Regions from separate parts of the Mus musculus genome. Here all the other regions are linked to region 1. Evidence: chromatin contacts called from public promoter capture Hi-C and targeted proximity ligation data. All regions are on one chromosome and are shown on one strand. The core of a region is the stretch at or near the end of the contact, and the rest is flanking DNA. Distances in the headings are between cores, read along the strand shown.

Region 1 (7,243 bases), core at 2,937-5,436:
GCCAGAAGAGGGCACCGGATCCCATTACAGATGGTTGTGAGTCACCATGTAGTTGCTGGGAATTGAACTTGGGACTTCTGGAAGAGCAGTGTTCTCACCCCCCCCCCCGCCCCCCCGCCCTGATTTTTGAACTACAGCTGGCCTTGAACTCATGGTTCTCCTATCTCAGCTTTTTTTTTTTTTTTTTTTTTTTTTTTTTTGAGACAGGGTTTCTCTGTGTAGCCCTGGCTGTCCTGGAACTCACTCTGTAGACCAGGCTGGCCTTGAACTCAGAAATCCGCCTGCCTCTGCCTCCCAAGTGCTAGGATCAAAGGTGTGCGCCACCACCGCCGGTCCTATCTCAGCTTTTATATCTCGGGTTAAATATAGATGTGCATCACTATGCCTCACATGTGCCTGATAGCTCCTGATAGGCAGTTTAGCTTTGTGAAATTTACTGGGTTAGAGCATTTTATATTCCTCCCCATCTTTACCTTTGACTACTATTAATGGTTGTTTAGAAACAGTTTGATATTCTGAAACTTGGTTTTTTGGTTTTCTTAGTAGGACTGAAATAGTCCTCCTCACTAGGGGGCAGTGCTCAGGAGACTCTGTTCTCACCCCCAAGCCCTGTGAATTTGGAGGGTTTTCCATTTGATCAGTGGGACTTGGTGCTGTTTTGCATCTTGGCTGAACAGTGGCTGCTGTCGTTGCTCATCCTTCCAGGAACTGCTTGGTGTTGGGAATTCTCACATGCATGTTTCCTCGCTCTTCTCCCCCAATGCTTGAAGAAGGAGCTCTTGAGCTCTCTCTGTGTCCTGCAGACTCTGAAAGCATTGCTCTTCTTAGATTTTGACCCTGATTCTCAATTCACAGAATCCTCTCAGCTCTGTATGGGTATCCTCTGGTCTGTGGCCTGGAAACTCAGTACCATTGTAAGGTTCATTTTTATTTTATTTTATCTTATTTTATTTTTAATTTTTTTGGTAAACTTTAAAGACAAGGGCTCTAAAGCAGTGCTGTCCCAAATTAGGGAATCAGAACCAAAACCAAAGAGTAAAAATAAATGAATAAAATAGACATTCTCAGAGGTAGTGCCTGAAGTTCTAATGTTCTAGCCCTCCCAAAGAAAAAGGGCCTTCAACCACTGATTTCAATTATGCATAGACTAGCACAGTCAAGGTCAAATGGCAAGCTCATTACTACCACTCTAGACCATGTGCTCTCTAACTCTTCCCATCGAAGAGGTAACTTTGTTTTTGATTGTTTTTTGAGACAGGGTTTCTCTGTGTAGCCTTGGCTGTCCTGAAACTCACTCTGTAGACCAGGCTGGCCTCGAACTCATAGATTCTCCTGCCTCTGTCTACATACAAAGTGTTGTGCTTAATGGTGTGAAACACCTCTACTATTTGTTTTTTTGAGATCATCTTCCTATATAGATCTGCCTGTCCTGGAATTCAGTATGTAGCCCAGGCTGGTCTCTTACTCACACTCACAAATATCCGCCTGCCTTAGCCTTTGAAGTGCTGAGTACAGCACCAGACCTGACTTCGATCTTTTAGAAAAGCAATCAACGTTACTGTGTGTGCATACTTGATGTGTGTGTGTGTGTGTGTGTGTGTGTGTGCGCGTGCGCGCGCGCATGCGCATGTGGGCGTGTATGGGGGGGCGTGTGTGTGTGTGTGTGTGTGTGTGTGTGTGTGTGTGCTCGCGTGCGTGTGTGTGCGCCTGTGTGTGGAATTGGTTTTCTCTTTTCTCCTTTATGTGGGTTCCAGGGATGGGACTCAGTCAGGTTTGTACAGCAAGGATTTTTATCAGCTGTGCTATTTTGCTGGCCCTCACCTGTTCTTTTGACAGCTTCTCTGTTGGAAAGCTTTCTATGAAGCTTTAGCCTCTTTGTCCACTAATGCTTCCTTATGAGTCTTGGCTTAAAGGATCCCTTAGCTTAGTCTCTGTACCCCTTACAGATTGTGTCCTGTGGGGCCAGTACTGACCCCACTCCACACCCCTCACCCAGCGTTTCTTATGGGCCTCCTTCAGTGGCAGAACCTTCAGCCGTAGTTATCTTGGGATTCTCTTAGAATTCAAGTGTCACTTATGTTTCTTTTGACTCAGGAGACCCTTTTGCCCCTTATTGGGTTTTATTTTCTTGTCCTTTGCAGAAGTGAGACACCTCAGTTATTCACTGTATTGCCAGAGAAGAGAACAGCCACTGTTGGGGGAGCCATGATGGGATCCACCCACATTTATGACATGTCCACGGTAAGCATTGGAGAACATTGTTTTGTAACTGAGATGGAGCCCGCGTTTCTGAGAGTCTGGAGATAATAAGGTTCTGAATTTTTCAGGTTATGAGCCGGAAGGGCCCAGCCCCTGAATTGCAAGGTGTGGAAGTAGCGCTGGCGCCTGAGGAATTGGAGTTGGACCCCATGGCCATGACGCAGAAGTACGAGGAGCACGTTCGGGAGCAGCAGGCACAAGTAGAGAAGGAAGACTTCAGCGACATGGTGGCTGAGCATGCTGCTAAGCAGAAGGTGGGAGCAACCTGTGGGCCTAGGAGGAGGGCTGTCCTTTCTGGTGGAGGGAGAGGCGGGTGGACTCGGTGCCTGAAGGTCTCCGAGATGCTCCATTGGTGGCAGTCTCTTAAGTTCAGGAAGAGGAAGGAAGTCATTTAGCTCTCAGGGGGAGAGGAGAGTGTGGTTTCAGTGCTTTTTACCTTAATTTTATGTCTGGGTCAGGCTGCCTCCTGTCTGGGGTTGTCTAACCTATTGTAACTTCTCTCTCTCTCTCTCCTACAGCAAAAGAAACGGAAAGCTCAGCCCCAGGACAGCCGTGGGGGCAGCAAGAAATACAAGGAGTTCAAATTTTAGGTCCTGCTCGCATAGCTGGCCTGCCTTTAGGCTCTTTGTATGTCTGGGCTTTCTCTGTGGCTCCCTAAAGCTAGATCTGGACTCCCTAGGCTCGTCACTTCCTGTTCTTATTTTAGACTTGTTTTGTAAATAAAGCTGTTTCCCAAGGAAGGATGAATACAGGCGCTCTTGAACCTCTCTCTCTTTTAGCTTCTGCAAAAGCATCTACTTCTTGCCTGTAATCACAGATGGCCCATAGGACTATGGGACTGTAGTTCTGAACTGAACTTGTGGGTAGTTCACTATCCCTACCCCTCCTGTGTGTGAAGGCTCTGCTGAAGGTACCTTTGGGTCTGGTCTGACCTTACTGCTTTGTCCGTGGGGAATAAAAATAGCCAGCTTAGCACCGTGGCTAGGCTGGGAAGTAACTGTAGGCTAGGGAAGTAGGCCAGGTCAGGCCTTCCTCATTGACCTTGTGGCAGAAAGGCCGATTTCTTACCTATTGGAGAACATCTGTCTCTAAATAAAATCTCAATTGTTCCAGAGTACTGGCTAACTACTTGGATTTACTAGTGTGTGTGTGTGTTGGTGGGTGGGTGGGTTTGAAGGGCTTGTTTTGTCTTCGTCACTGAGTTCTGAGAAGTTTTTTGAAAAACTAGACTAGGTTGGAGCACAGGATTCCATAACATTTGCTCAAGTACTGGGGAGAAGGTGTGGGTGTAGGAGAGTGCAAGAGCTCTAGGTAGGGTGGGGGTGTGTGGGGATGGCAGCTGATCAGGCCTTGAGAGAAATAGAATTCTAGAAATTGAGAAAGCACCGAGGCACTCTGGGACTTTTGTAAAGAAGGCTGTGTCGGGGGCGCTGTACCAAGAAAGGCTGTTGGACCTAGACAACCTTAGCTCAACTGGCTCCTGCCCACAGTCAAGCTGGAACTTAAGCTCCTTAGGTGGTGGCCGGCCCCTGGATCTCTACCTACTGCTTCTTTTGCAGAAGTGGGCGAAATAACCACAGAAGGGGTCGCCACAGCGGGCTATCCGATTTCCATGCAACGCGTGACCAGAACTACGTGTACTGCAGATCCCAGGGGCTGAGCGCGCTCTCGTACAGTCTTCTCCGGTCCGGGACCGCGCCCCGGAAAACCCGGGTTTCCGCTGGCGGGGTAGCAGCCGCCCGAGGAGGGCGGAGGGAGGAGGGGCGCGGAGCCTGCACGCCGAGGCCTGCTAGGGACTCCAGGGCCGCGCCGCGAGAGCGCGCGGGCTGTAGCCCCTTCCCGGGGGCCGCGGGGCCGAGCGCGAGTCTGGCCCCGCCCCTCGGCGCCGGTCTGGGTGGGGCCGCGGCTCCCCGCCCCTTTCGGACACGCCCACCCAGTGTCTGGGCCTCGCGGGCCGCAACAGGCGGCGGCGGGCGAGCGCGAGGACCGCGCGCAGCGAAAGCCCGCGCGTGCGTGCAGATTCGCTGGTGGCTCGCGCTCCGCCGGGCGTTCTGAGGAGACGCGCTGAGCCGCTGCCGCCGCGGGGGGAAGCCTGAGAGTCGCTCGCGTGCCCTCAGTCTGCGTAAGCCCCGCGCCCCTTCCTCCCCTGGCCAGGCCATGGCGGAACGCGGAGGGGCGGGCGGTGGTCCCGGAGGCTCCGGGGGCGGCAGCAGTCAGCGGGGCTCTGGGGTCGCCCAGTCCCCGCAGCAGCAGCCGCAGCAGCAGCCGCCGCAGCCTCAACAGCCGACGCCCCCCAAGCTGGCCCAGGCCACCTCGTCCTCCTCGTCCACCTCGGCTGCGGCCGCCTCCTCCTCGTCCTCCTCCACCTCCACCTCCATGGCCGTCGCGGTGGCCTCGGGCTCTGCGCCTCCGGGCGGTCCAGGACCAGGCCGCACCCCCGCCCCAGTGCAGATGAATTTGTATGCTACCTGGGAGGTGGACCGGAGCTCATCCAGCTGCGTGCCCAGGTGAGCAACGGGCGGCTGGGAAAAGGTGTTGGCCTAGGGGACCGCCAGGCTGGCTCTGTGACAGGCCCCGCCTCCCCATCTCTCCGGGGCGAGTGGAGGGTACGTCCTCCACTCCTAGCTCATCTTGGCTTTGGGGGGTGGGGGCTGTCTTCTCCTGGGCCTTCCAAGACTGTTGTGTGGGCCTGCCCTCTCCAGCAGTCCCACCTTCCGCCTTGGCTCGAACCACCCTCCTGTCCTCCTGGAGCAATGGTGGCCTCGGGGACCCAGCCCAGTGGCCTTCCTTGGCTGGGTCTGACCGAATCTGGCCTTCCTTACGGTCAGTAAGTCACTCTTCTTCCTGCCTCACTGGCGCCCGTGGGCTGTACATATGTTAATGTTACACAGATGTGGTAAAGATGGCTTTGATATAGTTCTTTCCCAACGTACTTAGCATGTGCCAAATTCATTTGTCACCTGTTGCAGGTAAAGCTGGTTAACACTTGGGGGTTCAGTACATACATTCATATGTTCTTCATGCTACACACATTCTCTGGGTACTCTGTGCTCTTAGTTTGGACATCAGTTGAATGTGTTCTTAAATGCAAGTTTTCATTTCCTCCTCCACTAGATACTGGTCACAGAGTCTCCAGGTTCCTATGAGCTCTGTAAAATGACTGCCTTGTTCCTAAATTCAACCCATTTTTCTGTCCATTGGAACTATCTGAAAACTTGCATCAAAAAATTATGCTTGTTTCTCTATGGCAAAGCAGTTGTTGTATATACTTCTTTGGGGACAGTGTGTTGGATTGACCCTATGCTAAGACAGCCTGCAGGGTTGGTTTTGCCCAGTAAGCACAAAGAAATGCCTGGAGGTGTTCATTTTGTGCTTCTAAACCGAGTTGATTCTCAGGTTCTGTTCTTTCTTACCCTGTGAGTCCAGCAGAGCAGGTGGATGTGCCTGTAAGCCAGAGATTGGGTGCCCTGTGGGGTTCCACCCTCAACTCAACTCTGCTGGTGTTTCTTTCTCTCCCTTTATTTTGAACAACATCACACCACAACATTGTACCAATATATAGGGCATGAAAAATGATGACACAAGCACATCTTTCTTATGTCATTTATTGAAAAATATAGAACATTACCCCACCTGTCAAACTCTCCAGGTTCCTTGCTGAATTACATTCTGGCTTCCCCTACACACTTCTGAATTATGCCCCCCCCCCCATTACAGTGTACTACATATAAGTCTGTAAATATATTTTTTAGTTTTGTGTGTTTTTTATTTTTGTTTGTTTGTTTTTGAGACAGGATCTTACTTGCCTTGGCTAGCCTGGAACTCACAGAGATCTGCCTGCCTCCTGCCTTCCCAGTTGCTAGTATTAAAGGTGTGCACCACTACTCTTGGCTTCAACGTTTTTTTGGAGCTTGCAGAAATGTTCTTATATTGTATGTAGCCTGTCACTTTTAACTCAGGCTTATGCAAATCATCAATGTTGTCTAGTAGCTCTAGTTTTTAGTACTTTCTCTAATGTATAGTATTTGGTTATATGAACTAATATATGACTCTGATAAATATTTAGGTTGTTCCCTGTTAACATGGGCAGTTTTGTGTGTGTGTGTGTATGTGTAAGTATGTATGTATATATGTATGTATTTGCTCAGGATTTGTGCTCTTGGGCAGAAGTTTCTTTAGAGTATGTTTGAAGTATATATAAAGTATATGTGTGTGTGTGTTTGAATATATTTATATTTATATGTACATACACACATAAGTATATACGAAGCATATATAAAGGAGTGGAGTTGATACTTGGAGAGTGTGGATTTGAAGCTTCAAGAGATGGTACTAGACTGTTTGCCATTTCTGCCCTCCACGTTTCATCCCTTTGTGCACAGTAGTCCCTGCACTGATTTATAGTGTCCTCTTTGTCCTCCTTTGAGGAAATCAGGAACCACAGTAATTTACTTTGGCCAGAGCCCTAGCATGACACCAAACTCAAATTAGAGCTCACTGTGGAATGGCATGCCTTTTGGTCCTGAGCAGGCCTCTTTTTATTTTTATGTGGGCCTGTCCATTGTTGAAGTATGGTATTCACCTCTTCCTTGCATAAAAGTCCTGTGCTCCACCCTGCATGGGTCTGCTGTTAATAAAACATGTTCTACTTTGGATCGTGGCCTTGTCTAGCTTGTTAGATTGAAAAAGCGTGCATTGATGGGCAGAAGCTGTCATAAAGGGAAACAAATAGAATCACCACTGAGTTTTGATTTGACCGTAAGAACTCTTGGTTACTAAAAAGTCTGCAATAATAAGTTACTAGCTCCAGAAACAGGGTAGGCATTCTATATGTAGATGTGTATGGCTATGTCTTGTTTACTGACCAGTCCTGGCCTGTCTTCTGCCCTTCTATGACTTTGCTTTTAGCCCTTATCCTTGTGCCTCCCAGCACCTTGGGAAACACTTGTGCTTCTTGGAGCATGCTGCTGTGTCTTTAGAAGGA
Region 2 (7,243 bases), core at 3,536-6,035, 460 kb before region 1:
CCTTAGTTTTCAACAGGGATCAACAAGCTTATATTTACAAAACCCTCTGCTAGTCAGAGCTGGGTGTGCGTTAGTTTCTTTTATTTTTATCTGGGTCTAGGAGCTACAATGAGCTGGGTGGCACTTGGACCATTCAAGAGGATGGGCTCTGTCTCTGCCAAGCTTCTAGACTCTCAGGAAAGACTCAGTTCTGGGATGGTATGTGAGTGACAGAGAAGGGGACTGATCATCAGGGTTTTGTTTGTTTGTTTGTTTGTTTTTTTGTTTTTTCTTTTTTTGAGACAAAGTCTCACTATGTAGTCCTGACTCTCCAGGAACTCAGTATGTAGACCAGGCTAGTCCCCCTGCCTCTGCTTTCTGAGTGCCAGATTAAAGGCATGTGCCATCACTCTTGGCTGCTCATCAAGTCTAAAGAGAATGGATGATGCCACAGAGAACTGTGGGGAGACAACTGTGCCCTGAAGGTCTCTCTCCAAAGACAGTGCCCTGAATGTCTCTGCCACTCTGTTGGTGTTGGGCTTTGGTAATGCCTGGGTCTAACCCAGGCTCTGGGATGTAGTAGGGAAGCAGGCTACCACTGAGTCACATTCCCAGCCAGTTTTTTATATTCTGAGCTAGAGTTTCACAATGTATCGGACTGGCTTTGAACTCAAATCATTCCTCCTGCCTTGGCTTCCCGAGTGCTCTGATTGCAGACACATGCCATGGTGGCTAGCTCAGCTGTGACACTTCCTGTGGCTCCTAGGATGCTGAGCGCTGAGCGGACAGGGTTTGATGGACTTCACATTCCCATCCTTCCTGTGGATTGGACCCAGAGCCTCAGCAACCTGGGCGAGTGCTCTGCAGCTGAGCCCCATCCTGACCCTCTCCACACATGAGGCACTGGAGTGTCTGCCACCACACTCCTCTCACACCTCACACTCGGGAAACGTCTGCTGGTGAGAACTCAGACCCAGAGCAGCATCACTTCCTTGGACAGTGACTTGGAGCTGACCCGATGACTCTTCTGTGGAAAACTGCTGTTGCTCACCTCCCTGCGTCTTAGAACAGCAGTCAATAAACTATCTAGAGATGAAGAACAGACCCAGAAACTGGTTACATCTATTGAATTTCTGGCAATTTTAGGAGCAGTTGGTAAGGAAGGATCCAAGGGGCTAGGGAAAAGAGCCCACTGATGTCCTTACTCACCACTCATATGACATGGTGACACGGGTGTTACCTTCTTTGCGCTCTCACAAAACCCATGAGTCTCCCCCCCCCCCGAAAAAGCATCTTACTACGTAGCCCAGGCTAGCCCAGAGCTTTAATCCAACTTCCTCTGGCTCATGAATTCCACATTTAACCCAAGCACCCCCACCCCAGACAATTCAACTGGAAGAGTCAGGTAGGAGAAGATGAAGGCATTTGTATTCGATTCCTCGCAGCTGAGGGACTCAAAAAGAGAGGAGTCAAAAAGGACTCAAAAACTCAGCACAGCCGTTCTACCCATGACCCAGAGCCCATGTCGGTCCGACAAGGGAGCCCTGATGATCTGGTTCAGCACTGAGCTCAGATCTCCTAGGTGCTCATTTGATTCCACCTGAGGCTGGCCAGAGACCATTGTGAGTGTGCAGTGCCATGTCCTGGAATGGTGTGTGTGAAGCCTGGAATTTTCCAAATTGCTCCAGCTCAATCTACACATTTCTCAGTTGATCATTACAAAGGATATGGCCGAGAGGAGTCCTTCCCTTGGCACAGTTAAACGCAGAGGTGAGGTTGCTTCACTGTTTTTGTAGGAGTGTCCTATGTGCAGATAGAGTGCATGTCAGAAGAGGGCATCAGATACCATTATAAAAGATTATGAGCAGCCATGTGGTAGCTGAAACCAAGGACCAGAAGTCCTTGAACTCAGGACCTCTGGAAGAGCAGCCAGTACTCTTAACCACGGAGTCACCTCTCCAGCCCGCAGAAATCTTTTTGAGTTGGTTTGAGGAAGTCATTTCAGCTCTCAGCAATACAGTACCATACAGCACTAGCAGGCTGTTGTTATCAGCTATTGTTGAGAGGATCTGGGGGTAAAAGGCCTGCCACTGTTAGTTGTAAAGGGCATGTTCAACGACACAGATTCATCTCAAGATCTACAGTGGTATCGTTAGCGCTGGCAAGCTGTACCGAAATAAAACCGCTCCACGGCAGTACTGCGAGTTAGTACCATAGTCTGCCAATGGGACCTGAGGCACTTACTGTGCCTTTAATATCTCTGGAGTGACAGGGGCAATGCAAGGTATCCTGTGGCTCCCTCCTCACAACTTCAACTTCTGGGAAATGTCACAAGCTGGACTGGTGGTGGCCCGGGCACCAGAGGCTTAGTATATTTTGTGTTTACAGTGTGATGACTGATAATGTTTTCTGTTTGCCACAGTGACAGATCAGGCAGACATGGAGACAATCCCAGAAGAGCCAATAACAGTGAATTAAGATCAGAAGCCCCCGCACAGCCTCCTTAGAGAATGAGCATCTACTTAACTGATACACAACTCCTGGGTAATGTAAAACACTGTTGTCTATAGCCGAAAGTTGTTGGAAGGGCTCTGCTACTGACATTCTCTGCTTCACACTGCGAAAGTGTATGACTCAGATACTATACTGTGCCATTTTTCTTTGTTCTCACAGATACCCACCTACCTCTGCCTCCTGAGTAATGGGATTAAAGACACGTGCCACTATGTCTAGCTATGTTTATTTTTATGTTTGTGTATGTTTTGCTGCATGCAAGCCTGTGCACTATGTGCATGTCTGACGCCCTTAGAGGTCAGAAGAGGGTGTGTGATCCCTGGAACTGCAGTTCTGCATCGTGTGAGGCATCATGTGGAATGTGGGCACCGAACCCATGTCCTCAAGAGCCATTAGTGCTGTTAAGAACTGAGCCATTGGGGGCTGGCGAGATGGCTCAGTGGCTAAAAGTGCCGTTTGCTCTTTCGAAGGTCCCGAGTTCAAATCCCAGCAACCACATGCTGGCTCACAACCATCCTTAACGAAATCTGATGCCCTCTTCTGGAGTATCTGAGGACAGCTACAGTGTACTTACATATAATAAATAAATAAATCTTAAAAAAAAAAAAAAGACGTGGGCTGGTGAGATGGCTCAGCGGGTAAGAGCACCTGACTGCTCTTCCAAAGGTCCGGAGTTCAAATCCCAGCAACCACATGTTGGCTCACAACCATCTGTAACAAGATCTGACGTCCTCTTCTGGAATGTCTGAAGACAAGTACAGTGTACTTACATATAATAAATAAATTTAAAAAAAAAAAAAAAGAGCGCAGACTGCTCTTCCTAAGGTCCTGAGTTCAAGTCCCAGCAACCACATGGTGGCTCACAACCACACGTAATGAGATCTGATTCCCTCTTCTGGAGTGTCTGAAGACAGCTACAGTGTACTTACATATAATAAATAAATAAATATTTTTAAAAAAGAACTGAGCCATCTTTCTACCCCCTTCTTCCTCCTCCTCCTCCTCTTATTTATTTTATGCATGTGAGTATATGGTAGCTATTTCCAGACACCCCAGAAAAGGGTGTCTTAGCCCTTTTACAGATGGTTGTGAGCCACCATGTGGTTGCTGGGAATTAAACTCAGGAGCTCTGGAAGAGCAGCCAGGGCTCTTAACCGATGAGCCATCTCTCCAGCCCTTGGTCTTTTAATTACTTGGTGCTCTTGCAAAGAACCCAGGATTATGAGGAGCACTGGTCCTTGATTTGTAACCCACTCGAGTATAAGCCATTTTCACCAGCAGGCCCTACAGTCCTCTGAGAGGAGAGAATGCCTCCGTAAGATCTGGTGGGCTCTCCTGTAGAGCACTTTCTAACCAGTGATCAGTGGGGGAGGGTCAAGCCCATTGTAGGTGGGGTCATCCTTGGGCTGCTGCTCTTGGGTTCTGTAACAAAGCAGGCTGAGCAAGCCATGAGGAGCAAGCCAGTAAGCAGCACTCCTCCATGGCCTCCAGCTTCCTGCCCTGCTTGAGTTCCTGCTTTTGATGAACATGTTATATGGAACCATGAGTGAAACAAACCTTTTCTTTTCTTTTCTTTTCTTTTTTTTTGGCTTTTCGAGACAGGGTTTCTCTGTGTAGCCCTGGCTGTCCTGGAACTCGCTCTGTAGACCAGGCTGGCCTCGAACTCAGAAATTCGCCTGCTTCTGCCTCCCAAGTGCTGGGATTAAAGGCATGAGCCACCATGCCCGGCGAAACAAACCTTTTCCTCCCCAAGTTATTTTTGGTCATGGTGTTAATCCCAGCTATACTAGTCCTAACTAAGACAGCAGGCTTACATCAGTTCTAGGCATTGGTAGAAGGTGGACAGAGGACACCCAACACGCAAACAGGGAGGAGTGTTGAAATAGGCAGAAAACGACCTCAGTGTAGCTAGCCTAGTTTGAAAGATTTAGAGAACTTTTTATTGCAGTGACTGTTGGGCAGATGTCATGGTCCTGCCCATCTCCTGCTTCCCCTGTGTGGAAAGACAACCCTGAGGGAATCGGGTATTTCACAGACCTAAGGGCCACTTTATCTGAGGCAAGTAGAAATGGAGACTCTGAAAAGCCACACCCGAGTACTGAAGCGTTACCAGGGAGACGGTGGTACCCAACCATAGCTCTGGCCACCAGCCGAGCCCGTAGGTCAGGGTCAAATGTGCAGCAGACACGCCCCCCCTTTGACTAAAGCGCCAGGAAGACCGTGTAAGCGTCACTTCCGCCCTCAGCTACCACATGTGGGAGGCGGGGCCGTAGTGGGGGCGCATCTTATTTGGATCACTTCCGGTGAGCCCAGCAGTGACCACGGCAACATGGCCTTGAACGGTGCAGGTATGCGCTTGGGATGTTTGGGCAGTGGCCGTGGGGTGCGGGAGGCAGCTCTCTCTATCTCCTGTGCCTGTTTTCTCTAGATGTCGACGATTTCACCTGGGAGCCTCCGACTGAAGCTGAGACGAAGGTGCTGCAGGCGCGACGGGAGCGGCAGGATCGCATCTCCCGTCTGATGGGGGACTACCTGCTCCGTGGTTACCGCATGCTGGGCGACACGTGCGCCGACTGCGGGGTGAGGCGAGTGATGAGGCCGAGGCCGCGGACCGGGCCGCACGACCTTTCCTCAGCTCCCTCTTCTGTGAACCCTGTCTCTCCGGCTCACCTATGTCCATGTACTTTCTGGTCCCCAGACGATCCTCCTGCAAGATAAACAGCGGAAAATCTACTGTGTGGCTTGTCAGGAGCTCGACTCAGACGTGGATAAAGATAACCCGGGTGAGGGTCCGAGTGTGCACTGTGGGGAGAAGAGAGTGGCGATAGCTACAGAGGAACTGTGAGCCTGGGAGGTGACAGTGGAAACTCCTGCGTGCTGTGGCATTAAGGTGCCTTCTCGTTTCCGCCCTAGAGAGGTGTTTCATTCAAGAAAGACCATCAGCCTTTTGTTTCTGACACCGTGGGGAGAGTCCTAGCAAAATAGTCATCCTACGTTGTAGAGTGCACGTGCAACCCTGGGTGCTTGTGCATGTTGGACAGGCATTTTACCACTGAAGGGCGGGCATCCCAGTTTACAGGAATAGACTTGATGCATAGATGAGGCCAGGCCATCTGTCAAGCAACTGGACCTCAAGTGTAAATCAGTGGGGCAGTGTTTGGCAAGCATGTGTAAGGAGAAAGAAGAGTAGAGATGAGATGGGATTGGCTTAGGCAGAAAACACCAGCAGCTCAGGGACATCAGTAAAGAGCACATGACTCGGGAGAGGCGGACGGGGCACCCTCACTCTTCCACCACTTTTCTTGTTCTAGCACTGAATGCACAGGCGGCGCTCTCTCAAGCTCGGGAACACCAGCTGGCCTCATCTACAGAGCCTGCCTCGAGCTCTCGGCCCCCATCCCAGCCACCAGTACCCCGTCCAGAGCACTGTGAAGGCGCAGCAGCCGGGCTCAAGGCAGCCCAGGCGCCTCCTCTTCCGGCTGCACCTCCAAATACGGACGCGGTGGCTTCCACACAGACGGCCCTCCTGCAGAAGCTAACCTGGGCGTCAGTCGAGCTGGGCTCTAGCACCTCCTTGGAGACTAGTATCCAGCTCTGTGGGCTTATCCGGGCTTGCGCCGAGGCCCTAGGCAGCCTGAAACAGCTGGATCACTGAGACCTCTATCCTGATCCCTGTTCCCCTGAGAAAAACCCTCCAGAAAAACAGTTTTTCCTCCGCGTGGTTTGTTCTTTCTTGGTTCTGAGTGTGCATGTGAGCCCCAGTTCTCCTCGATGGTTTTCCTTGCTTTTGGCATCTCACCTTTCCATGGTCTTTTCTACCTGAATGGTGAAGTTCTGCATTCAGGACAAGAAGTAAATGGCAGAGGGATAAGTGACACCTTATTCCAAGGACTGACCTCAGTCTTCCCAAAGGCTGGGCCACTAATCATTGTCTCTGACCCAGTACCCCCTTTCCTCCACTTGAGTGCCATTTGAAGTTTCAGTCCCTTTGGTGGCTTCCTTTCCTTCCTTTAACCATCCTGACTCTACCATCTTTCTCCATCTTCTGGCTGCTAGGATGTTGACAAATTGTGGGGAGGGGCAGTGATGCACTGTAAGAGTCAGGCACAGTCTTACCTTCCTACCCCAGACTCGGGCCTCCCACATCCCCGTGCTTTTAGAATCCTTCCCTTGGGAGAGGACACATTGTATAGGAATGAGGCAGCAAAAGGTCGCCAAAAAACCGTTTCTGACCCTTTCGGCCTCCCCTGTCCCATCCAGTTCTTTGATGGGTTTTTCGCTCCAGGGTCATCGCCGCGTTAAGAGAGGCCCCGCCCATGCAGGGGGGTGGAGCATAGGCGGAGTCCTAGGAGTCGGGGACGGAACAAAGCACGGCCTGCGGGCGGTGGCTGAGATCTCTCCGGAGACCGGGCCACGGAGAGCTGGTTCTCTGGGCAACAGCCCGCTGAAAACGTAAGAGGGGTCCAGGCGGCATCGTGGTCCACGCCTGCCTGGCTATGAACGGGCTGCCCGCGACTGAGGCGCCGGGCGGCGCGGGCTGCGCTCTGGCCGGGCTCCCGCCGCTACCGCGCGGCCTCAGCGGCCTTCTTAACGCTAGTGGGGGCTCGTGGAGGGAGCTGGAGCGTGTCTACAGCCAACGGAGCCGCATCCACGACGAACTGAGTCGTGCCGCCCGCGCCCCGGATGGTCCTCGCCATGCCGCTGGATCTGCTAACTCAGGTTCTGCAGCGGGCCCGCGCCGCCCGGTTAA
Region 3 (7,243 bases), core at 1,383-3,882, 390 kb after region 1:
AAGCACCCAGCCTCAGAAAACACAGACCCACCAAGAAGAGCGCTTGTGCACGTGTGTGTGCGGTGGGGGTGGGGGTGGAGGTGGGGGCAGCATTTGGGACAGAGGTGGGATTCAATAGGATAAGGAGGCATGGTGATTTCTCAGAATGGCCAGGGAGATTGCAGAACAAGGTTAACAGGAACAGTGGAAAGGTCGGGAGAAGGATTCAGGAAACACGTCCAAAGTGTTCTGGCCAGAAGGGACAAAGAATACACAAATCCATGGGACTTTTACGGAGGTGTCAGAGGAAAGAGGAGTACTCACACCATCAGAAGCCAGCCAGTAACACAACCAAGTCTCCTCCCAATTTCCAAAGGAAAGGACTTCCCTGCCTGTAACTTTCACTGGCTCCCCTCGCCCCATCAAATCAGACCGGTATCTCTCCCCAGCATTCATGCCTTCTACCACCCAGTCCTGACCATCATTCTAGCCCTCATTCTCATGGTGCCTGTGAAACTGCGTTGGTTCCTTTCAGGGTTTGTGTACATGTAACGGCACTCATTCTCTGTGTTTAGAGTGGGGATATTTGGACCATTAGGTCCACCTCCCCTAATAACCTTCTAGCACCCCAACAACCCATGGGCTCTCAAATCAGCCTTCCCTCTTCTGTAGCAAGCCCTGGGGTCCTTCTTGACTCTGGGAGCCAGAACTCTGCTCTTGTCTTGGAGCACCGGGTAAAGTACAGTACTTAACACTCAACTAAGTGGCAGGCTTCCCTCTTTCCTTAAATGACCCTGGGACTGGGTCCCCAAAACATTGGCCAAGAGAACCAGCTAGACACCACACCTCCCATGGAAAGGGCCCTGCTCCCCAGTCCAGTGCAAGGGTCTCTGGCTCCCAAAAGGTTCAGAAAGCTCCCCACCTGTGAGTAGCATGAGCCAGGGCAACAGCAGGAGAGCCACTGTGTAGAGGGCTGAGTGGGCCTGCAGCAAGGCTGACAGGGCGGGGCCTAGCAGCACTGAGATGTGGAGCAGGACACCAGCAGAGTGAAGCAGGAGACACAGGAAGGGCCGGTAATTATGGAAGCCCACACAGCAGCCCAATAGGCGACAGTGATGGTCACGACGTAGGATGCACACACGGCAGGCAGAGCAGTGACCACTACGAGGTGGCACCTGGCTTTGGCACTGGTAACAGTAACTGCAGGGGGTGGGAGCAAGGACACAGGTCAGTGCCTCAGTAGCTCTCAGTGTCCCAGACCATGCCCAACCGCAGCCTCAGAGACCATCTTGGGAAAGCAGGAACAGTCCCTGTCTTCACCAGGCATCTCCAGCTAGTGGTTACTGCCTGTGACACACCTTCTGAAAAGCAAAGTTTGCAAAGGCCTGGCAGTACTTCCACCACTAACATCTTTCTCCCTCTCCACTCCAGTCGCTGACCTTGTGGTTCTGGAATATTCTGGGCATACTGTGGCTTCTGCCTTTTCTTGGTCTGCTTCCCTCTCCCAGAAACCAGTTCAAAATTTCCCAAGTGGCTGACTCCACCGCAAATGCCTGAGTGATGTCCACCTATTTATTTTTAGTTTTTAGTTGCAAGTGGACAAGTTAGTCTTAATATATTTGTGGATGCTATGGCTTTTTAGTAAAATGTAAATTAATTAATCAAGCTAATTAACCTAAAGCTAATCACCTAAAAGTCTTGTACTGAAAATTGACCATCTATTTAAAATTGAAACTTTATGCTGGAGAGATGGCTCAGTGGTTAAAGGCATTTGCTTCGCAGACTTGATGGCCTGTTCACTCTTCTGAACCCACGTGGTAGGAGAGAACAAACTCCCGAAAATTGTCCTCCGACCTCCACCTGTGTACCCCGGCATGCGCGCCTGGGACCGGACACACATCACACATACAGACACAAATAATAAAGATAACTTCTCGCCTCTTTTACCCTGCTCTGTTTTTTGTTTCTGTATCATTCTTGAGCATCTAGTTTACGCAATTTGCTTTTTTTTTATTGGCTTATTATTATCTTTATTATCTGCACCTTCCGCCACTGAAATCAACTCCAGGAGGTCGGGCATCTGTTTTCACTTGAGTCCTAGGAACAGTGGCTGCTCAATATCTGAATGAATAAGTAGCGGGTGCCAGGCTCTAAAGGAGTTCTATGGCTCTAACAACCCGGATGCTAACGTCATCTGGTTACTGACACCTCAAGTTCTGGGTCCTTTCTTGGTACCAGCGACCACCAGACCCCCTGCTTCTGCCCGCCGACTCCCGGAGCCCAACACTCACGCCCAGCCCTGTCCCAGGCCGCGGCCAGCCAGCATCACCCCCCGAATGCTGGGATCCGAGCGGAGGAAGAGCACCACGTTGCCCAGCAGATTGAGCAGCTGATAAGCAGCTAGCGCCAGTTGCAAGGCCCGGGCCAGTGGTCCCAGCGGGGGTGGCCCAGGCCCCAGCACCATCACGTAGGCCAGCTCCAGGACCACGACGGCGGCCCACAGCGCGGTGAGTACCAGTGGCATCCGCGCGGGCGCTCCTTCTGCGCCCCGAGCTGCCCAGGACTCCCCCATGGTCGGACCCACCGGCTTTCCGATCGCTGGGATCCCACTGCTTCCGCATTGGGGAGGGCCTAGCAGCGAACTGACGTCTCCTGCAACCAATAGGAGCTCCGCAGGGGGTGCGTTGCGCGCGCCAGACTTATAGGGAGGGGCCACAGATACGGAGAAGTGATTGGCTAACTGACCAGATGTTCGAAAATCTGATTGGTGATGCTGCCCAGGTGTCAAAAAGAAGCAGTCCGCCCAGCGTACTGCAGTAGCCGCCCCTGGTGTGGCTTGCTGCCACTCCATGAGGATTGAGTTGCAGCCCCCGGGGCGTCGGGGTTTCCCGGCTCAGCACATTCTCCCTACACTCCTCTACAGCCGCCCCGGTATTAATAGACCTGGCTGGCCCTATCATCTGGCCCTGAGCCTTTCCCCATGCTCGGGTGTCTCCATCACCCTAGAAAACTCCCCAAACAACTTGTTGACTTGCTGTTACAGACTGTGAAATAGAAATAGGGGTCTGTTTCTCGAGCGCAATGCTTAGGAGGGACAGACTCAGGTCCAAGGGGCAGCCTTTAGGATGCCTACAGCCACCACTTGGAATCCACTTAATAGATGAGGAAACAAAGTCCATGGCTGTCCCAAGATCACACAGCAAGTTAACCACAGAGCTAAAATGCGAACCCACTATCTAGGCCAGTAGTCATCCCAGCATCCCCCGCGATTCCGCAATCTTTGACTCCAGCACAATCTCTTCTCTGGTCCAGTTCCCAACCTCCCTCGCCCCCTATCTGGCCCCACCCACGTACCCCATATTTAGTACGAACCCGATCTGGGGGCTGGACCGGGCCCTACTTAACCCGGCCTGAGTGTGCAGGAGCTCGCCCAGTGAAGCAGAGCGGAGCCAAGAGCCTGAGCAAGATGATGATGGTTATGCAGCCCGAGGGTCTGGGGGCCGGGGAGGGGCCCTTCTCTGGCGGTGGGGGCGGCGAGTACATGGAACAGGAGGAGGACTGGGACCGCGACTTGCTGTTGGACCCGGCCTGGGAGAAACAGCAGCGGAAAGTGAGTGCTCACCCATTTCCCAAAGGCAAAAACTGAGGCTGGGAGGCCAGGCAGTTCTTCTCGGGCATCTGGGCAGTTCAAGGTCAGAGCCTGGCTGTAATCTAGAGTGCAGCTCCCCAAACCAGGCTCTGCCCACCAGCTATATGCTGTCCTCAAAGATCAGAAGAGTTCTCATAGGGATTTAGGATATCAAGGACACCGTGGAGTCCCTCAGTGACTCCCCAATAACTTTAAGCCCACTGCCCCTCTTGTGTTGGTGAAAGTGGATTTTGGACAAGGTCCAAGAGACCCAACTCATTCTTGGATGGGAGGTGAGGGGTTCTCAGAAAGTTATGTTCCTTTAGTCTCCAGTTAAGTATCCCTAGACCCCATCCTGAGGAGAACATGCCAGACACACAACCAGTGGATTTGGGGTGTAGGAGAGAACAGCTGTCTCATATTCTTTCCCATCCTCTACTCTGTCTTCTGCTATGGGTGGATCCCTCTACTGGCTTGACAATGGAGGAAATTGAGGCCCAGAAAAGGGCACAGATAGGCAGGCAGCCTGTTGTGTACTGAGGAAGAAAAGAATGCCCCCATCTGAGGGTCTTTGTTCCTTGCCTCACCCCACTCTTTCCCAAGATTCCCCTCCCTGTCTAGAAGCCCTGAGTCTGCTGAAAAGGCCAGAAGGTCAGGAGGAGGGGAGCCCCGGCTCCCCTTACCAGTAACCTAACCCAGGCTCCCACATGGACACTTGTGCTGAGGCAGCGCCTTTGTGGGAGCTCAAGAGGGCCATGAGGGCAGCCATTGCCCAGGCTCAGCCTTGCAGGGCACTGCCCCCTCCTTCCCTGGATCATTTCACCCCTGGCTACCAAGAGGAGGGAGCAGGACACCTGGGTTCCCTGAAGAGAAAATGATTCCATCCGAACTGAGGAATTTTTGGGGTTCTGAAGGCCAGGCTTAGGGTGAGCACCATGAAGCCATGGAACCTGCCTTTTGCCAATTGTGCGTGCTTTTAGGAAAGTAGAGGGCATTGCAGACCTGAGAACCCCAGAATTTACAAGCAGATCGTTTCCGCTGTGTTAGATGACAGGAGCTGACTGCGGGGGGGGGGGGGGGGGGTGAGAAGCCTGAGCTGAATGGAATGAGGCCTGGGATGATCCACCCTCCCCCCCAGCCCCCTCCCCCTCCCCCTGCACCTGTCTCCAAGCATGGCTGTGGTCCCTGAGTTCCTGCAATCCCCGGGTGATGTCATCCCTGCCCCTGGCTCCAGCTGCCCTTTGCTCCTCAACAGCCCTCCCCCTCTCCCTCCCCCTCCCAGATCACAGTCTGTGTGTTCCCACCACAACAGCTGGCAGTCTCTTTCTTGCCTTTGTCATCTAAAGTATCAGAACCATCCTTTCATTCCAATTTCTAGCCACCCATGTCCATCAACGATCTCCACCACCAACCCAAGTCCACCATTAATCCATCAACAGAACGGGGCAGATGCTCTGAAAACCAGTTAGCATGCCCTGTGTGTGGGTGGACATGTGCGTTTTCTTCCCTCGGTCCGCTTTGTTTATCTCAAAGCTGTAACATCCTGTGGTACAGCAGGTACCACCCTGCCCCATCCATCCCTGCTCCTGCATTCATCTTCACTTACCAGTGACTCCAATATCTATGGTTCCCAGCTTCGGAACATTCTGTTCTCCCCTGATACCAGAGTCCACTGTGGTTGACAGTATTAAAAAAAATTGGTTCATAAACATTTCTAGGCATTTTTAAAAGGTCTCACGTAACCCAAGATGGTCTTGAATTCTGATCCCCAGCCTCCACTTTAAAAAAAAAATTATGGGATTTCCTCACTTTATTTTATGTATGTTTTGCCTGCATATATGTATGTGCCTTACTTCCATGTGTGGTGCCTGCGGAGGTCAGAATAGGGTATCAGATTCCCTGGACCTGGAGTTACGGGTGGTAATGAGACGTCAAACAGATGTGGGGAATTGAACCCGGGTCTTCTGCAAGAGCACAAGTGCTCTTAATCACATAGCAACTCTCCAGGTCTTTCTCTCCTTTCTAAGTGGAGGGTGCAGATATGCACTCCCACATCAAGCTGTAAGTGGTGCTAGGAGTCAAGCCCGGGGCTGCTGCTTCTTTTTTTAAGATTTTATTTATTTTATATATATGATAAGTACACTGTAGCTGTAGCATCAGATCCTGATAAAGATGGTTGTGAGCTACCATGTGGTTGCTGGGATTTGAACTCAGGACCTTTGGTAGAGCAATCAGTGCTCTTAACCACTGAGCCATCTCTCCTCTACCAACCCAGCTACATCGCAGAACTCCCACTAAAGATTTATTTTTATCTATGTGTATATACATGGGAGCCCACGGAGAGAGAAGAGGATGTCAGATCTCTGGAGTTGGAGTTACAGCAGTTCTAAGCCTCCTGACATGGGTGCTGGGAATCCAAGCTGGGTTCTTCGCAAGAGCAACCAGTAATCTTACCACTGAGCAATCTTACCCCCGCTCAAGTCCCATAAGTAGGCCATAGGAAGTGTGGCAGAAGGAAACAAAGACAAACCCCACCTCCTCATTCCCACTCCCATCTCTCTCTACCCCTTGTATCCATCCCACCTCCTTATTTTTCCCTTCTGCTCTGACAACCATCGTCCCTGCTCTGCAACCAGAGTGAGCCTTTATTTATTTATTTTTTATTTAAAAAAATTTTTTTTTGGTTTTTTGAGACAGGGTTTTTCTGTGTAGCCCCAGCTGTCCTGGAACTCACTCTGTAGACCAGGCTGGCCTCGAACTCAGAAATCCACCTGCCTCTGCCTCCCAAGTGCTGGGATTAAAGGCATGTGCCACCACTGCCCAGCCAGAGTGAGCTTTTAAATGTACCATTCTAGACTACATTTGGGAAACAAAAGCAGGCAGATCTCTGTCAATTGGCTTGTTCTACATAAAGAGTTCCAGAATAGCCAGAGCTGCATGGAAAGGCTTGTCTCAAAAATAATTAATTAAGTTCTGGTGCCTCCCTCTTGCCTGAAGCTTTGCCAACTCTCTGTAGTTCTCAGGATCAAGTTCAAACTCCCCAGCTTAGCACCCAGGATCATGCATGACCTGGCCCCTGCCAACCCTCCGGTCTGTCTCTCACCACTGATAGCCCAACACCCCCAGCTTCATTCCAGCAGTGCCACAGTGCAGTCCCATAAACAGAACAACTGTTTTCACTACACACTTCCCCTGTGTCTGCCCTGCCTGGCATGCCCTTGTCTGCCCTTCCTGGGCCTGCACAAGCTCCTGCTCTTCCATCACTGCTCTGATCCAATGTGAGCCTACATCAAGAAAATTCCACCTAGTGAGACACCTCAGGTTTTCCTCCTCCACCTCAGGTTCCTCTGCATGTCTCTGTCAGTACACCTCAGAGACCAACATGGCTCTGGTTGGCTGTGAACCCCTTCAGGACAGGGCTACATCTTATTGAAACTTGCATTTGAGACCTAGGATGTAGCTCAGTTCCTAATAAAGTTTTGACTTAGTTTAGCTTGAGTGAAGACCTAGCTTGGATCCCTAGCATCAGATAAACTGGGTATGGTGGTGCAGGTCTGTCATCCCAGGACTCAGGAGGTCAGAAGTTCATTGTCACTGCTGGCTACCCATTAAGTTAAAAAATATATGAAACCCTGG
Region 4 (7,243 bases), core at 3,152-5,651, 330 kb after region 1:
AGAGGACATTGATTCCCTTGGAATTCAAGTTACTGATGGTTGTGAGCCACCATGTGGGTTCTGGGAACTGAACTTGGGTCCTCTGCAATAGCAACAAGTGCTCTTGACCATGAGCCCTCTCCTCAGCCCCTCAGCCCAGCGTGAAGCCATTCATCTTCTCTCATACTGTGCAACCTCCGAGATCTCAGGAGGATTCCCTAGAGTCATAGCACTGTGCGGTCTCAAGAACCTAGCTGTCTTCCATGTTAGTGTCTATGAAGAGAAAACTTATAATTTTGGGTCTTATAGCATTGTGGTATCTAAGCTCAAGAAATTCAGGGCTGAAGAATAGACCCAGGTGGATCCAGGCACAGCCAGATCCACCCTGTAGCTAAGAATGTCCGGCCATAAAAGATAAAAAAGAAAGTGCAGGAACTAGCTAGGGATATCAGGACCAAATGGCCATCTGGCAGGATGGCGCCTCCCGGGTGACACTTCCCTATAGCCCACCATAAATCTTACACTGACTAGGTGTCCTGCTGACCTCGAGAATTCCAAGCCTTTGTGCCCCCTACACCTTAACTAGCAAGTACTGCCCTGTTAATTTGTAATCACCTCGCCGACAAATTCCTTCGGCTCCCTCCCTTTTTGGTTTTTGCCTTTATAAGCCTGTAAGAAGTTTGGGCTGGGGTCGAACTCCCCTGCCCCCTGCGCGGTGCATGAGTTTCGACCCCAGCATGCTGGCTTGAGCACTCTTTTGTCGTTTGTGTATGTGTGTGCCATTAAAAGCCTCGTGTTGTTACAATGAGTAAGGTCTGAGTGTCCCACTGGGTGCGCGCCGCGCCGCTCCGATCGGGATCTTTCATCCACAGAGATACTTGCATTTTGCTGTTCTGCTTGTCAAATCCAGGTACCCTGGGCCTTCTTCTCGGCTGTGAGTCTCTTATGGACCCCCTTCTGAAGCATATAATTACCAAGGCTCTCCATATCACCAATACCTTGATTAGCTGTGGTGGCCACAGCACAAAGTAGATACACTGCTGTCACCCTGACCCTGTGGATGCTTGATGGCGTGATAGCAGGTAAGGCCAGATTGCCTCTGCTTTGTCTCCCCAGATCCATGTGAGGAGCCTGTCTGACCTCTGACCTCCAGCATAGGCTTAAGACAACAGTTTTCCCTTGTCTCTCCCAAATGCCCAGCTAGGAGTTTGCTGCTGTGGCTTTTTGTTAGTTTGATTTCTTTATTTTTTTCAAGAAGATTTATTTTATTTTACGTGTCTGTGTGTGTGCATATGCCCACATACATGCAAGTGCCCACAGAGGCCTTAACAGGGTGTCAGATCTCCTGGCGCTGGAGATAGCAGCAGTGGTGAGCTGCCTGATGTTGGTGCTGGGAGCTAGACTGCTAAGCCATCTCTCCGGACCGTTTTGTCTTGAGACAGCATCTTGTTTGTAACCCTGGAACTGGCTGGCCTGGAACTCACTGTGTAGACCACAGTGGCTTTGAATGGACAGAAATCCACTTGCTGATACCTCTTGAACGCTGGAATAAAACTGGTGGTGTGGGAGCCCTTCTGCTTCCCACCTGGACTGGGCCAGCATCAGGTATATCCGGAAACTGTAACCCAGAAAAAACCGTTGAGTCTTGGCAAACTCTTAATCCTTTACTGTTGGGTGGTAACAATGGGAGTTTCAATTGTTGGCTCTGTACTTGTGAAACCTGAAGCAAGCATCCCTCCCTCTCTGGGACCCATTTCCTCGATGTAAACTGAATAATAATAAGTCTCTGGCGGATGGTGTTGGGTTACAGAAGGGGGACTGCCTCTATAGTACAGGCCTTCAGAGTAGAAACCATCCTCCAGTGAGGGATTTGTGTGGCCTTCTGAGTGGCATCGAGGAAGTTCCTTTATGACCAACGAGTGAGTTTCTTTGGCTCAAAACAGTTGGCAAAGCAGTTGGTGTTTTTCATGGTCTTAGGCAGGGAGTTAGTGGAATGGATGTGGGGCTTAGAGAGTCTGGGAGTTTGGGGGTGAGATTGCATTTGCTCCCTTTTAGGAACAAGTGAGTCAACTTCCACTCATCCTCTGTGGCAGGAGTCACAGGCCATGTTCTCTGCGCATAGGTCCTTGATTTCCTCGGAAAACACATTTCAAACTCTGGGGCTAGGGCAGAGGTGTAGTTTGGTTGGTAAAGTGCTAGCCTAGCACCTGTGAATCACTGTGTTTGATCCCAGGCACTGAATAAACTAGGTGTGGTGCCTCACACCTGTAATCCCGGCACGGGAAAAATGAAAAGCGGAGGCAGGAGACTCAGAAGGTTGTCCTCTGAGTTCAAGGGTAGCCTGAACTGCCTCAGAACAAATGAGCAATTCAGGGGTTAACTGGCCATTGGGATATCGTTCCAGACCAGGAGGTACTAAGCAGAAGAGACCACAACTGAGTCTCTCTCTCTCTCTCTCTCTCTCTCTCTCTTTTTATTAGATATTTTCTTTATTTACATTTCAAATGTTATCCCCTTTCCTAGTTTCCCTCCCGAAAATCCCCTATCCCTTCCTCCCACCCCCTGCTCACTAACCCACCCACTCCCACTCCCTGGACCAAGCATTCCCCTATACTGGGACAGGACCAAGGGCCTCTCCTCCCATTGATGACCGACTAGGCCATCCTCTGCTACATATGCAGCTAGAGCCATGAGTCTCTCCGTGTGTTTTCTTTGATTGGTGGTTTAGTCTCAGGGAGCTCTGAGGTTACCAGTTAGTTCATATTGTTGTTCCTCCTATAGGGCTGCAAACCCTTTCAGCTCCTTGGGTACCTCATCTAGCTCCTTCATTGGGGACCCTGTGCTCTGTCTAATGGATGACTGTGAGCATCTACTTCTGTATTAGCCAGGCACTGGCAGAACCTCTCAGGAAACAGCTATATATCAGACTCCTATCAGCAAGCTCTTCTTGGCATCTGCAATAGTGTCTGGGTTTGGTAGTTGCACAACTGAGTCCATCTCTAGTTCATGGCAGCTTTCAAAGTCAGGAGTTCATCAGGTTTGGCGGCCCTTGCTTTTAACTCCAGCTTTTTGGAGGCTAGTCTGATGATGTACATGGTGAGCTCCAGGCCATTCAGGGGTATACAGTGAGACTCTCAAAACTAACAAACAAGCAAACAAAGTAAGGGGACTAGAGATGGCTCAGTGGCTAAGTGCAATGGCTGCTTGCTCTTTCAGAGAGCCTGGGTTTTTATTATTATTATTATTATTATTATTATTATTATTATTATTAGACAGGGTTTCTCTGTATAGTCCTGGCTGTCCTGTAACTCACTCTGTAGACCAGGCTGGCCTTGAACTCAGAAATCCGCCTGCCTCTGCCTCCCAAGTGCTGGGATTAAAGGCTTGCGCCACCACTGCCCAGCTCTGGGTTTGATACTTAGCACTGGCATGGTGGCTCACAACTGTTTGTAACTCCAGTCCCAGAGAATTCGAGTTTCTGGCCTCTGTTGGCACCAGGTAGGCATACAAGTGGTGCACAACCATACACGGAAGCAAAATACTCATATACATGAAAATAGATTTAATATAAAAAAAATAATGAGTCGTTCAAGGGCTGGAGATGTTGGTAAGTGGTAAAGTGTTTATCAAGGTGTATGAAGCCATGGGCCAGATCCTCTCTTGGTTCCTTTGTAGCAAGCCATTTCTGTAAATCTGTTTTGTGGCATCGGGGACAGGGGTGACAGGCCACAATTATCGTACCCGCCTTCCAAGGATTACAGGACTTAATTTGCCCAAATTCAACCCAGAGAGCCTGGTACTGACAGAAGAAAGCCTGTGGCCCTGAGGGACCGAGCACCCCAAAGTGGGCTTTCCTTTGAGGCTTTGCAAAGGATAGAAGCATGCTGTTGGGAGGGGAGGTCAGTGATTCATGTCTCTGGACACCAAGGAGGCCAGAGCTCACTGATTGTTGCACAGAGAGAAAGTGGTCGCGCTGAACTGAAAGACAGATCTGCACTCGAGACAACCGCAGTGGCTTTCCTCAGCCTCCACGGGTGATGCACCTTCCTCCGCCTCTTCTAGTAGTTTCCTTCCCTCTGTTTGCTCTGGGCTTCTCTGTAATTCCGAGATTTCCCCATAAAGGAGGCGGGGTCTTGGAGCAGCGGGTGGGCAGTCGCTAGTCTTAGGTTGGGAAAAGGAGCCTCTAGATTACTGTGTGAAAGGAGGCTCCGGTCTCGGGGAGAACCTAGAAGACCCCAGAATGAGGGTGAGGTGTCCGGAGCCTGGAATAAGAGAGGGGTCTTGTAGACAACCTCTTTGGCTTCCCAGACTACAGCCAGGCTTAAGCCGCAGGAGGCGGAGCCTCGGGGTAAGGTGGGGCCTCTAGGGGCGGAGCCGGGGCGGGGCGTGGGGCAAGGGGTGGGGCGTGGAGGTTTGTGTGCACATCCCTCCCTCCTCCGGGCCTCGGGTGTCCCCGTGACGAGGCTGCACCGAGCAGCCGCGGGCCGGGCCCATCCCGCCGCGGCAGTCCCGGGGCGCAGTAGAGGTGAGGCGGGTGGGGGCCAGCAGCACACAGAGAGCCCCAGAACGCCGCCAGGTGAGGCTGGCGAGGTGGGGGGCGGGGGGCTGTGTTGGGCGTGCGTTGGGGGCGTGTTTGAGTATCTGGGGGTGGCGGGGTTAAGAGAGCGGGTCTGAGGGCTGGCGCCTGTGGCTGTTAGCGCGGAGGCGCGTCTCTGCCGTAGGAGTTCTTGGGTATGCTGTGCCAGTCTAGGCACTGCCCGCGGGACTGACAGCGTGCGCGCGCGTATTTGTGAGGGGCCGCCTGGTGTGTATCTGCGTATGCTGTCATTGTGCCCTTCCCGAGCACGGGGTGCAGGCCTGCCTCTGCGCAGACCTTCCAACGTTGGGGCTGTTAACAGCCTGCGGGCGACTGACTCTGCTGCAGGAGGTGCCCGACTGGGGAGCGCCGCCCCCACAGGCCTCCAGAGACCTAAGCGGCCTGAGGACCACAGACAGACACCTGAGGGAGGGAGGGATCTGGAGGCCTGCCTGCATTGCCAGGCTAAGATAGGGAGACTGAGTCAGGTGGGTGGTAAGACAAAGGCAGACAGATAGAGGAAGGATAGAAGTAGGGACCGGAGTGGGGCGAGAACAGGCAGAAAAGGACGTGCTGGGAGGACAGAGAGTCATTGAGAACAGACAGACTGACAGAGGCCTAGACCTGCTGCAAAAAGGGCAATAAGATTAGAATGAAGACAGACACCCAAGAACCTGACAGAGAGCTTAACTGAGGTCTTGGGGTTAAGAGCTTAAGCCAGGAATTAAGTCTGAGTCTAGAGGTCTCTTAAGTCCTGGCTGCCCCTCTGCCAAACACATTCCATCCAAAGTTGGTATATTGCTCTAACCGACCAAACACTCTGACTCTGATTTTGCCATTTGTTTCTTGGTCTTGTCTCACCAGTCTCCCTCCTTGGTATCCCAGCAACCTCACCATTTGGGGGAAAGGAAGTAGTTATAATAACAAGTGTTGACGGACCATTCTTGCCTTGTGTCTAGCCAGAGCCTGAGAGGAGCTGGGGTGGGAAGTTGCAAGGTTCTTTTCTCTTCTCCCACTGTGCTCAGAATGGTGCTGGAAGGAAACCCTGACGTGGGATCCCCCCGGACCTCAGACCTCCAGCACCCGGGGAGCCAGGGCTCTTGCATCCTGTCTTGTCCTGGTGAAGAAGCACTGGCAGGCGAGGAGCCCATCAAGTATGGTGAACTCATCGTTCTGGGGTGAGCCTCCCTAGTCCAGGAGTGATGTGCTTGGGTAACTGTCCCTCAGGTCAGCCAAGATAACAGTGTGCACCGGCTGCTCTCCCAGGACTCTCTGCTTCTTGCCACTTTCCCAGAAGAAGAGCAAAAGTGATCAAACCCATTTCTGTTGTTTTGTTTTGGAGACAGGGTTTCTCATAGCCTTGGCCTGGAACTTGATGAGTAGACCAGGGTAGCCTTGAACTCGGAGATCCACCTGTCTCTGCCTCCCAAGTACTGGGATTAGAGGTATACACCACAACCAGCAGCCGGAGGCAATTCTTAAAGCTGCTCACCACAGTTTGTAATCAGCTAAGAAAAAGAATAGCAAAAAAAGAGTCTGTAAAGCACCTACTGTGTGTAAGTGTGGGATAAAGAATTCTGATTCTGCACAAAAGGTTCCAATTCTACTTCAGCAAGTTGTCAAACTTTCCTGTGCTTTTGTGTCCTTTTTTTTTTTTTTTTTTTTTTTTTTTTTTTTTTTTTGGTTTTTCGAGACAGGGTTTCTCTGTATAGCCCTGGCTGTCCACTTTGTAGACCAGGCTGGCCTCGAACTCAGAAATCTGCCTGCCTCCGCCTCCCGAGTGCTGGGATTAAAGGCGTGCACCACCACGCCCGGCTTGTGTCCTCATTTTGAAGACAAGGTTGATTCTAGCCTCCCAAAGCTTACCTGAAAGAAAGAAAGGTGGAAGAGATTTTTGTAAAGTACATAGACTGGTACTCAGCACATACCAAGCATCTGGGAGGCAGGTAGTACGAAGTTGTGGACATTACTTCATCTCAACCCTCACAAAGATGCTGCGAGGAAGGAGGTGAAGTAAATGAGGCTCAGAGAGGGGAAGTGACTGGTCCAAAAGCACACAGCTCATAAGTGGGAGGGTTGGGATTTGAACCCAGATCTTCTTAATTGTAGGTCTAGCACACTACACTAAGCTGCAGCTCCTCCTCGCATTACAGACGAGAAAGTGGAGGTTATTACAGAGAAATCGATGGGGCTTGCTCTGGTCTTTGCCTGCCTGGACACCTGCATCTTCCATGAAACCCTTCCCCCAGACACAGATGTGTCTCCCTCTGCTGATCCGCTGTCAGATCATGGTGAAGATTAACTATGTAGCACTGGCTGTCACTTGGTCACTTTTATGTGCCACCTTGCCTTTTTTCAAATACCCACAATAGCCAACTCATATCAAGACCTTGCTATAAGAGTAGCAAACTCTATCAAGCATTTTAAAGCACTTTATCTTGTTTAGTTCTCAAAATCAATATTCCAAGTAGGTTCTGACAGATGAGTTCCATTTTATAGAGGTTGTGTGATGAGTTGAAGAGTGGATGTGTGCCAGGCTCCTGTGAGCCCTCAGCCTGTATCCTGGCCTGTCTCCCTCTAGGCTTGCCACTGCTGGTACGTGAGAAGTGCTCACAAGGGTAAATGAGATGTTCCTCATGGAGGAGCGTATATCTGAAAAGCAGCTGCTTCACGTCCTGACAGAGGGAA

Evidence for each region. Promoter capture Hi-C pulls out the DNA fragments that hold promoters and counts their contacts.
Region 2: a targeted proximity ligation map of bone marrow-derived macrophages shows a contact between it and region 1, with 3 times the contacts expected there. A contact is called at or near these places in 1 of 39 promoter capture datasets (liver), 1 of 130 datasets of targeted methods (bone marrow-derived macrophages) and 1 of 9 other capture datasets (adipose tissue).
Region 3: a contact with region 1 is called in a targeted proximity ligation map of pancreatic cancer cells. A contact is called at or near these places in 2 of 39 promoter capture datasets (both in liver) and 2 of 130 datasets of targeted methods (memory CD8 T cells and pancreatic cancer cells).
Region 4: a promoter capture Hi-C map of liver shows a contact between it and region 1, with 4 times the contacts expected there. A contact is called at or near these places in 1 of 39 promoter capture datasets (liver), 1 of 130 datasets of targeted methods (pancreatic cancer cells) and 1 of 9 other capture datasets (liver).

Annotation. Positions count from the first base shown.
Region 1 is chr19:5,270,062-5,277,304 of GRCm38.p6, reverse strand. Pacs1 (phosphofurin acidic cluster sorting protein 1) reads left to right here and starts at 4,186. Exons shown (of 24, transcript NM_153129.3): 1 at 4,186-4,766. The coding sequence starts at 4,417. Sf3b2 (splicing factor 3b, subunit 2) reads left to right here. Exons shown (of 21, transcript NM_030109.2): 19 at 2,142-2,241; 20 at 2,328-2,513; 21 at 2,778-3,384. The coding sequence ends at 2,849.
Region 2 is chr19:5,729,274-5,736,516 of GRCm38.p6, reverse strand. It overlaps Znrd2 (zinc ribbon domain containing 2), which reads left to right and starts at 4,785. Exons shown (of 4, transcript NM_020491.5): 1 at 4,785-4,841; 2 at 4,922-5,073; 3 at 5,192-5,276; 4 at 5,805-6,211. The coding sequence starts at 4,823. The coding sequence ends at 6,148. Fam89b (family with sequence similarity 89, member B) reads left to right here and starts at 6,851. Exons shown (of 2, transcript NM_181452.2): 1 at 6,851-7,243. The coding sequence starts at 6,990.
Region 3 is chr19:4,874,057-4,881,299 of GRCm38.p6, reverse strand. It overlaps Zdhhc24 (zinc finger, DHHC domain containing 24), which reads right to left and starts at 2,632. Exons shown (of 3, transcript NM_027476.3): 1 at 2,271-2,632; 2 at 902-1,179. The coding sequence starts at 2,551. It overlaps Actn3 (actinin alpha 3), which reads left to right and starts at 3,391. Exons shown (of 21, transcript NM_013456.2): 1 at 3,391-3,589. The coding sequence starts at 3,446.
Region 4 is chr19:4,940,250-4,947,492 of GRCm38.p6, reverse strand. Peli3 (pellino 3) reads left to right here and starts at 4,401. Exons shown (of 7, transcript NM_172835.3): 1 at 4,401-4,555; 2 at 5,581-5,733. The coding sequence starts at 5,582.